Regions from separate parts of the Mus musculus genome. Here region 2 is linked to region 1. A link is a contact called in public Hi-C data. All regions are on one chromosome and are shown on one strand. The core of a region is the stretch at or near the end of the contact, and the rest is flanking DNA. Distances in the headings are between cores, read along the strand shown. Region 1 has its middle 63 kb from the start of Mir1895. Region 2 has its middle 200 kb from the start of Tacr3.

Region 1 (3,059 bases), core at 213-2,712:
GATCCCTGTGCCACACCTTGTGCTGGACTGAGCCCATTCTCAGTATATGAAAAGTTGGATGCATGTATGTGTGGATAATAGACTACCTCCACCTTCTCCATTCATACTGATACTGATACTTCTACTGTCCCATTATAATGAGAAAACTTGTTCACCAGCCAGTTCTGGGTTCCCGAATGCCTAGGCATTAAATTGGACTAGTAGTGGTTTAAAACAAAGAAGCAAACAACAGGAAGCAAGAGCCTGGTTCCATACTCCTGGTTCAGCTTAGACCCATTGCTCTTTGCACAGGGCCTTGACAATTAGCTGCGGAAAAGAAGATGCTCACTGGTTAAGGGCTAGGTAACCTGGAAGTGTAATGATCTGCTTTCTCATTCACTCTTCTCTCCAAACAGCTATTCATAGGGAAGTACAAAAAAATGACATAGCACAAGTGCATAGAGTGATGAAATTAGTTTATACAACTGTCTCTCAAATTCACCCGTGCACTAATTTTCATGTGAACAAATTATATAAAGAAGAAGTATACAGATATATTCTCATCTAATAAGGTGGAAATGCTTTTTCCTGTGTATTTCTCTTTCCCCCCTCTTCTTTTACATAAGATGACCAAACAACCATTTCTTAGTGTGAGAACTCTGAGCCTTCTAAATTTCATTTCTGATCTGATCACCCTTCCCCCCCCCCAAACACATCATTAGCCTTAAAATGCAAAATCTTTCTCTGAACTCTAAATAGAAGTTAAAAATAGCATTCCATTCCCCAAAGCTCTAAATCCCACCTTGTTTTTAATCAGCTTTCCAGAGTGACTGTGCAAGGTTACACAGACCCGACTGACTGATTTATGAATATAATTTTTGTTTTAATTGAAACAGCAACATTTAGGTTCCACCTTAACAGTGCACCTTAAAAGATTATCTCGGTTATTTCACAGGCACCGAGCCGGCACTAATAGTCCAAGGCAGATATTGAAAAGCAGCACAGGGCCAGGCAGATCTATTAGAAATTCCCATCCACGCGCCTCATACATATTGATTTCTGACACCAAGCAGCAGTGAAAGCCCCCGTGGGAATAATATATTTAGCAGGGTTCGCTGCGAGGAGGTCACAGAGTGCATACAGATTAGCTTCAGAGGACCAAGGCGCTAGTATTGGAGCCAAATGCTAGATTTTATATCATTTTAATCTGAACTTTTATAATCCTTTTAGTTCTTCTTTCTCTGCACGGCAGAGAGAAGGCTGCTTCACATGTATCGTGCATCTTTTCCTTTATTCTTCCTATAAATGTGCAAATGCTGCTGTAATGGGGAGGAATGTTCCTTCGGCACAGACAGCCCAGCCCCAGTCAGATTTGCTTTTATAAACGGTGGTCAATTCAGATGAAGACATCTTTATTTAAAGATTCCTTTCCAAGGGGGAGGGAGAATCACAAACCAGGATCTCTAGGGCTGAGGCGTGTAAGCATAGAACTCGCTCCCTGATTAAAAGACCGGTCGCTCCCCTCCCCCCTCTCTCTGACACTGGTGCCCTAATTGAGCAGAAGTTTCATTTATACTGTTACAGCTATGGAAACAAAAATCTAAACATTTTTTTAATTACCTTTCCACCGGCGAGGGAGCGCCTGCTTATTATGCAAAGAAGTGTTGTGACTCTATCAAATAAAGGTGTCAGATGAGAGTCAAACATGCAGTTTTGGAGACTGGAGAGAAGCCAGCTATGCCAGAGGAGAGGTGAGAGTGGACACACTTTGACAGAAGGGTGAAATACGTTCAGACAACAAAGGGGACAGGGAGACAGGGAGGTTTCGCACAACATACACAAAGGCCTATTGTCTCCAGAGGCTTAATTTGAATTTTAGGTGTTCTATAAAAAGTTCCCATGATTACTAATATTCAGAAAAAGAAGTAGCTATATTGGCCAAGAGTCTTTTGAATCCGTCTCATTTTTTTCTGGTATCCTAAGCAAGCATAAAAGCTGAGGACAGAAATAAAGGAGAGAGGAAGCACCAGGCTTCATGACTTAGCCTTGGTATAGGAGTAATCACAGCAAGCGAAAGGTACATTTGAGCTGTGCCTTATCAATAAAGGTTTACTTTAGCAAGAAGAAATAATTAAGGTATCCAATTAAGACTGGAATTTCCCTGTCAAAGTATCTAACTAAAACATGCCAAACACATTAATTTTTTTTTGGCCCATTTCCTACGGTATGTGTTTATTTACTTTTATTTTCCAACATGTTCAAGCTGATCACAAACTGAGAGAGAGAGAGAGAGAGAGAGAGAGAGAGAGAGAGAGAGAGAGAGAGAGATTGCATTCAAAGAAGGAGAGCAATGAGCAATACAACTTCAAAGTCAATTTTATACAAACTTGGAAAACTATGAAAGTCTGCTTTTGGCTAATGCCTTTGTCAGAAGTTTTTGCTTCCTGAAAGCCAGATGACTATCAGAGTGGGATCCTAAAATTAAAGTTACAACAAGCACTTACTCTTAGCAACTGGAAAGATAATCCGGAAAGAAGGACCAGGATGCTGGATAACCTATACACTTTTTACTCAGCCCACTCAATCATTCAGATTCAAACAAGTAGAGGCAGAGAATCCAGGGATTTAATGAGACATTTATCTGCAGAAATCTGAGGGAATCTGTACAAGCTGGGCATTCCTACCACCAAAAAGGAGAAGTATGTGTGCCTGTGTATGTGTGTGTGCATGAGTGTGTGTGTGTGTGTGTGTGTGTGTGTGTGTGTGTGTGTACACATGCTAATGGGAGAGTTTGACCAGTGGATGTATCAGCATTAAATCGCACATCTCATTTGACTGTTCCTTGTTTTCCCAAGTAGAAGTTGCCACTTCTATATTTGGCAGCTTTCTGCACACTGTACCAACTTTTACAATAAATTACCGTGAGAGCTTATATTTCTCCTTATGTTCTTGGGCTCAGTGAATTTACTTATGGTTTACAAAAAGAGAAATGGACTTGGGGAGCCTGGAATAACCAAGGACACACTCAGGACTGAGTGAACATCTGGGAAGACTGTCATCCTCCTCTTCTGGACTGATCT
Region 2 (3,059 bases), core at 273-2,772, 330 kb after region 1:
TTAGCTTCTGTAGTCATTAGACAAAATATACTGCGATGGAAATTTTTTGTGTCAGCATCCATCTCTGGTAAGTGTCTCTGGTCATGTGACTAAGCTCAATGAGAATCTCGAGACAGAGTAAAAACCAAAACACAAAATGCCACAGGAATGATCTCTCTCTCTCTCTCTCTCTCTCTCTCTCTCTCTCTCTCTCTGTGTCTCTCATGCTTCCTTATTTTTTTTCCTTTCTTCTTTTTCTGTTTCATTCAGTTTCTTGACTTATTCCTAATTGATTGCATTGTGTACTAAGGAGATACTGTCTCTCTGTTATCATACTGTGTATGATATTATCCTTGATCTTAAACTAACCAACTTGGAGGAATAAAGGGGGAAAAGAAAAGAAACATGTTAATTTGTCTTTTCTCAAACATGGAATACTCTGACTGTTACACAAATAGTAATTTTCTTTGTTATATGTTAAAAGTGTTAACAATTAGCCAGAGAATGGGAAGAAATGATCTGTGGGGAACTCTTAAGGGAGTGCGAATTCCAAAATTAATTTTAAACATCTATAATGAGGACAAGAATAGAGGAGAGACAAAATGAAAGGAAAGAGAAGGAGAGAAGAAATGAAGGAGGAGGAAGGAAAAAAAGCTAAAAGGAACAACTGATGCTTCCCGTTCACATCCGGGATGTCTGTCGGCCAGCTCAGGATGTCTGTCGGCCAGCTCAGGATGATTCCCTAGTCCAGAGCACCAGGTATGACCAATCCCATGTTTAAATAGGCCTGCTCCAATCCAGGTCTCTGCTAAAGGAAAGAATAAAACACTAGGAGAGAAATGGATCCTGTGGCTGACAAAACCACAAATATGCCACACAATTTCTATGAGCTATTAAATATGTAAAATTAAAGGAGGGGAGAGAGGTGGTGTTATCAAATCCATTGTATACACAAAAGTGAAAATTTCAAGAAATATATTTTAAAAATTCTTCTAAAAGGCTTTCAATACAAGATGGACAAGATCCCCCCCCCCGTGTGTGTTTGTGTGTGTGTGTGTGTGTGTGTACTTTTTACTGTTTTATATTTTTGTTTTTTAAGAAAGGAAAAAGAACATAAAGTTGGATGATGGTGGGGAATCTGGGAAGAGTTGGGGGATGGGAAAAATATGATCAATATATATTACATTCTGATTTTTAAGAGATAAAATGAATTCTAATTCCGTATTCAACAAAAAAAAAAAATCTTCAGAAAGTGACCATTTTAAAATAACATTTTACCATTGAGAAGAAGACATTGAAGAAATGATGTATGTTTCGAAATATTTTGAATTTAAAGACCTTTCACATTACCTAGCTAGGAGGACAGACAAACCGTGATTTTTTTTTTAAACAAATATCCACATATCATTCCCGTCTTCCAGACCTGGAAATGGATTTTATAGCTTGAGAGCATGACAGAAACATCTTCTGCTGGATTTAAAGGCTGGCTTCATGGTCGCATGAAAGAAGATTAGGGTGGGTGTGGGGAGAAGCAGGGCTGGACTTCCGTTCAAACGCCTCAACTATAAAAGATGAGTCATTGCTGCGGGTTAGTCAAGCTGACCCTTAGTGTGAAGGAATTGCAAAATGAAAAATAAATAACTCCACTGACTTAGAATATATGCCATTTCAGGGAGAGGGAGAGAGAGAGAGAGAGAGAGAGAGAGAGAGAGAGAGAGAGAGAGAGAGAGAGAGAGAGAGAGAGAGAGAGAGAGAGAGAAAGAACAACCCTTTGTGTTTGCTCTGCTAGGAAAAAAGAAAGAAACTGTGTATCTCTTAAGTGATGACTGATTATTTACCTATGAACGAGGCCATCCGTATCTTTATAGCTGTAGCTAAACACTATGTCCCTGTCATCAGTCTCAGCAAATGGAACAGCAGAAGCCCCCACAGAAGCAAGGGTGCAAATCCCTTTATCTGTCTTTGATTATATCTAAACGGGATGGTTAATGGGCCTTGTGCTGAAGCTTCTAGTAAATTGGCCATTTGCTTTCACGAACACATTCTGGAATAGCTTCCAGGAAAAGCAGGCAAATGAATTAATATTTACCTCTGTAGCCATGATTTCCCCCCATAGCTCCTCTTCTTCCCCTTGAGAATTATAGGAGAAAACGAAGAGCAACGAGTGCCACGGAGCCGCGATCTTCCAGTGCCACCTAGTGCTGCTTTTATTTCTGAACTGCGCTGGCAATTTTTATTAATGGCTGAGTAATTCCAGATGTTTTTGACTTACAAGACTGAAAGCTACTCAATCTTTATTCCACATGGAATGCTTCTCAGTAATAATTTCTGCAAATAAGAAAATGAAGGAAACAACACCCGGGCATCATGGAAGTTTGAAAGGGAACCCAGGCAAGATATCTTTAACTTTGTTTTCTGAAAAGTTGCCTTTTACAATTCTGAGCTCTTCCCAGGGGAACACTTTCTCCCGCTGTCAGCATTCGGTGGTTGCTTGCAGTTCTTTGTCTCGGGTTGAGTCTCCTTGAGTGTAGGGTGATTCTTCCACACTGGGTGTCGATTCCTTCCACTTAGGGTGTGGATTTCTGTTGTCAGCGCTCAGGTCATGTTTGGGCAGACGAGGGAGGAAAATGACGTAATTACCATAATCCCAAGAATGTTTTAAAAAATCAAATCGCTACCAAAAACTCAAGAAAATAAAAGCCATTTCTTTGATCTAAAAAAATACAGTTTGATCTATGAAAATAGCTATCTTAGTTCTCTAATTTGACAGAGTCCACTAATATTTAATGATTTTACTACCCAACCATCAAATAGCACAGATGAGAAATGTGAAAAACTCTGGCTGGTTGGTTTTCTTCTCTATTAAAATGAGGTTTTTAACCCTGCAGCATGCTAACCTTTGTTGTAAGGACTTTCTTCTCCGTCCATCTGTGTAAGTTCTGCTGCGGCTGACACTTTGTTCATGGGAAAGGAAAAGTGAAAATAAACAGCCTTTGAATGCAGTAGATGTGTGTGCGTGTGTGTTATGTAGGGTATGCAAGACATGTGTGCTGTGTCTGTGTGATGTGTGAATGTGGAGT

What was found. A called contact is a pair of places that touch in the nucleus more often than the background predicts.
Region 2: a Hi-C map of the N1E-115 cell line shows a contact between it and region 1, with 8 times the contacts expected there. The contact joins two enhancer-like sites. A contact is called at or near these places in 4 of 39 promoter capture datasets (the 3T3-L1 cell line, the HPC-7 cell line, HPC-7-derived erythroid cells and 1 more), 2 of 484 Hi-C or Micro-C datasets (the HPC-7 cell line and the N1E-115 cell line) and 2 of 115 datasets of contacts at active chromatin or transcription factors (astrocytes and embryonic midbrain).

The regions. Positions count from the first base shown.
Region 1 is chr3:134,301,854-134,304,912 of GRCm38.p6, forward strand. No RefSeq gene overlaps it. Among named protein-coding and RNA genes, the nearest start is that of Mir1895, 63 kb to the left of the region's middle. Within about 2 kb of position 1,463, at least 54 of the 459 cell types and tissues checked have an H3K27ac peak or open chromatin away from gene starts, as enhancers often do. A contact at or near this core is called in the N1E-115 cell line, where this site is marked.
Region 2 is chr3:134,627,834-134,630,892 of GRCm38.p6, forward strand. No RefSeq gene overlaps it. Among named protein-coding and RNA genes, the nearest start is that of Tacr3, 200 kb to the right of the region's middle. Within about 2 kb of position 1,523, at least 48 of the 459 cell types and tissues checked have an H3K27ac peak or open chromatin away from gene starts, as enhancers often do. A contact at or near this core is called in the N1E-115 cell line, where this site is marked.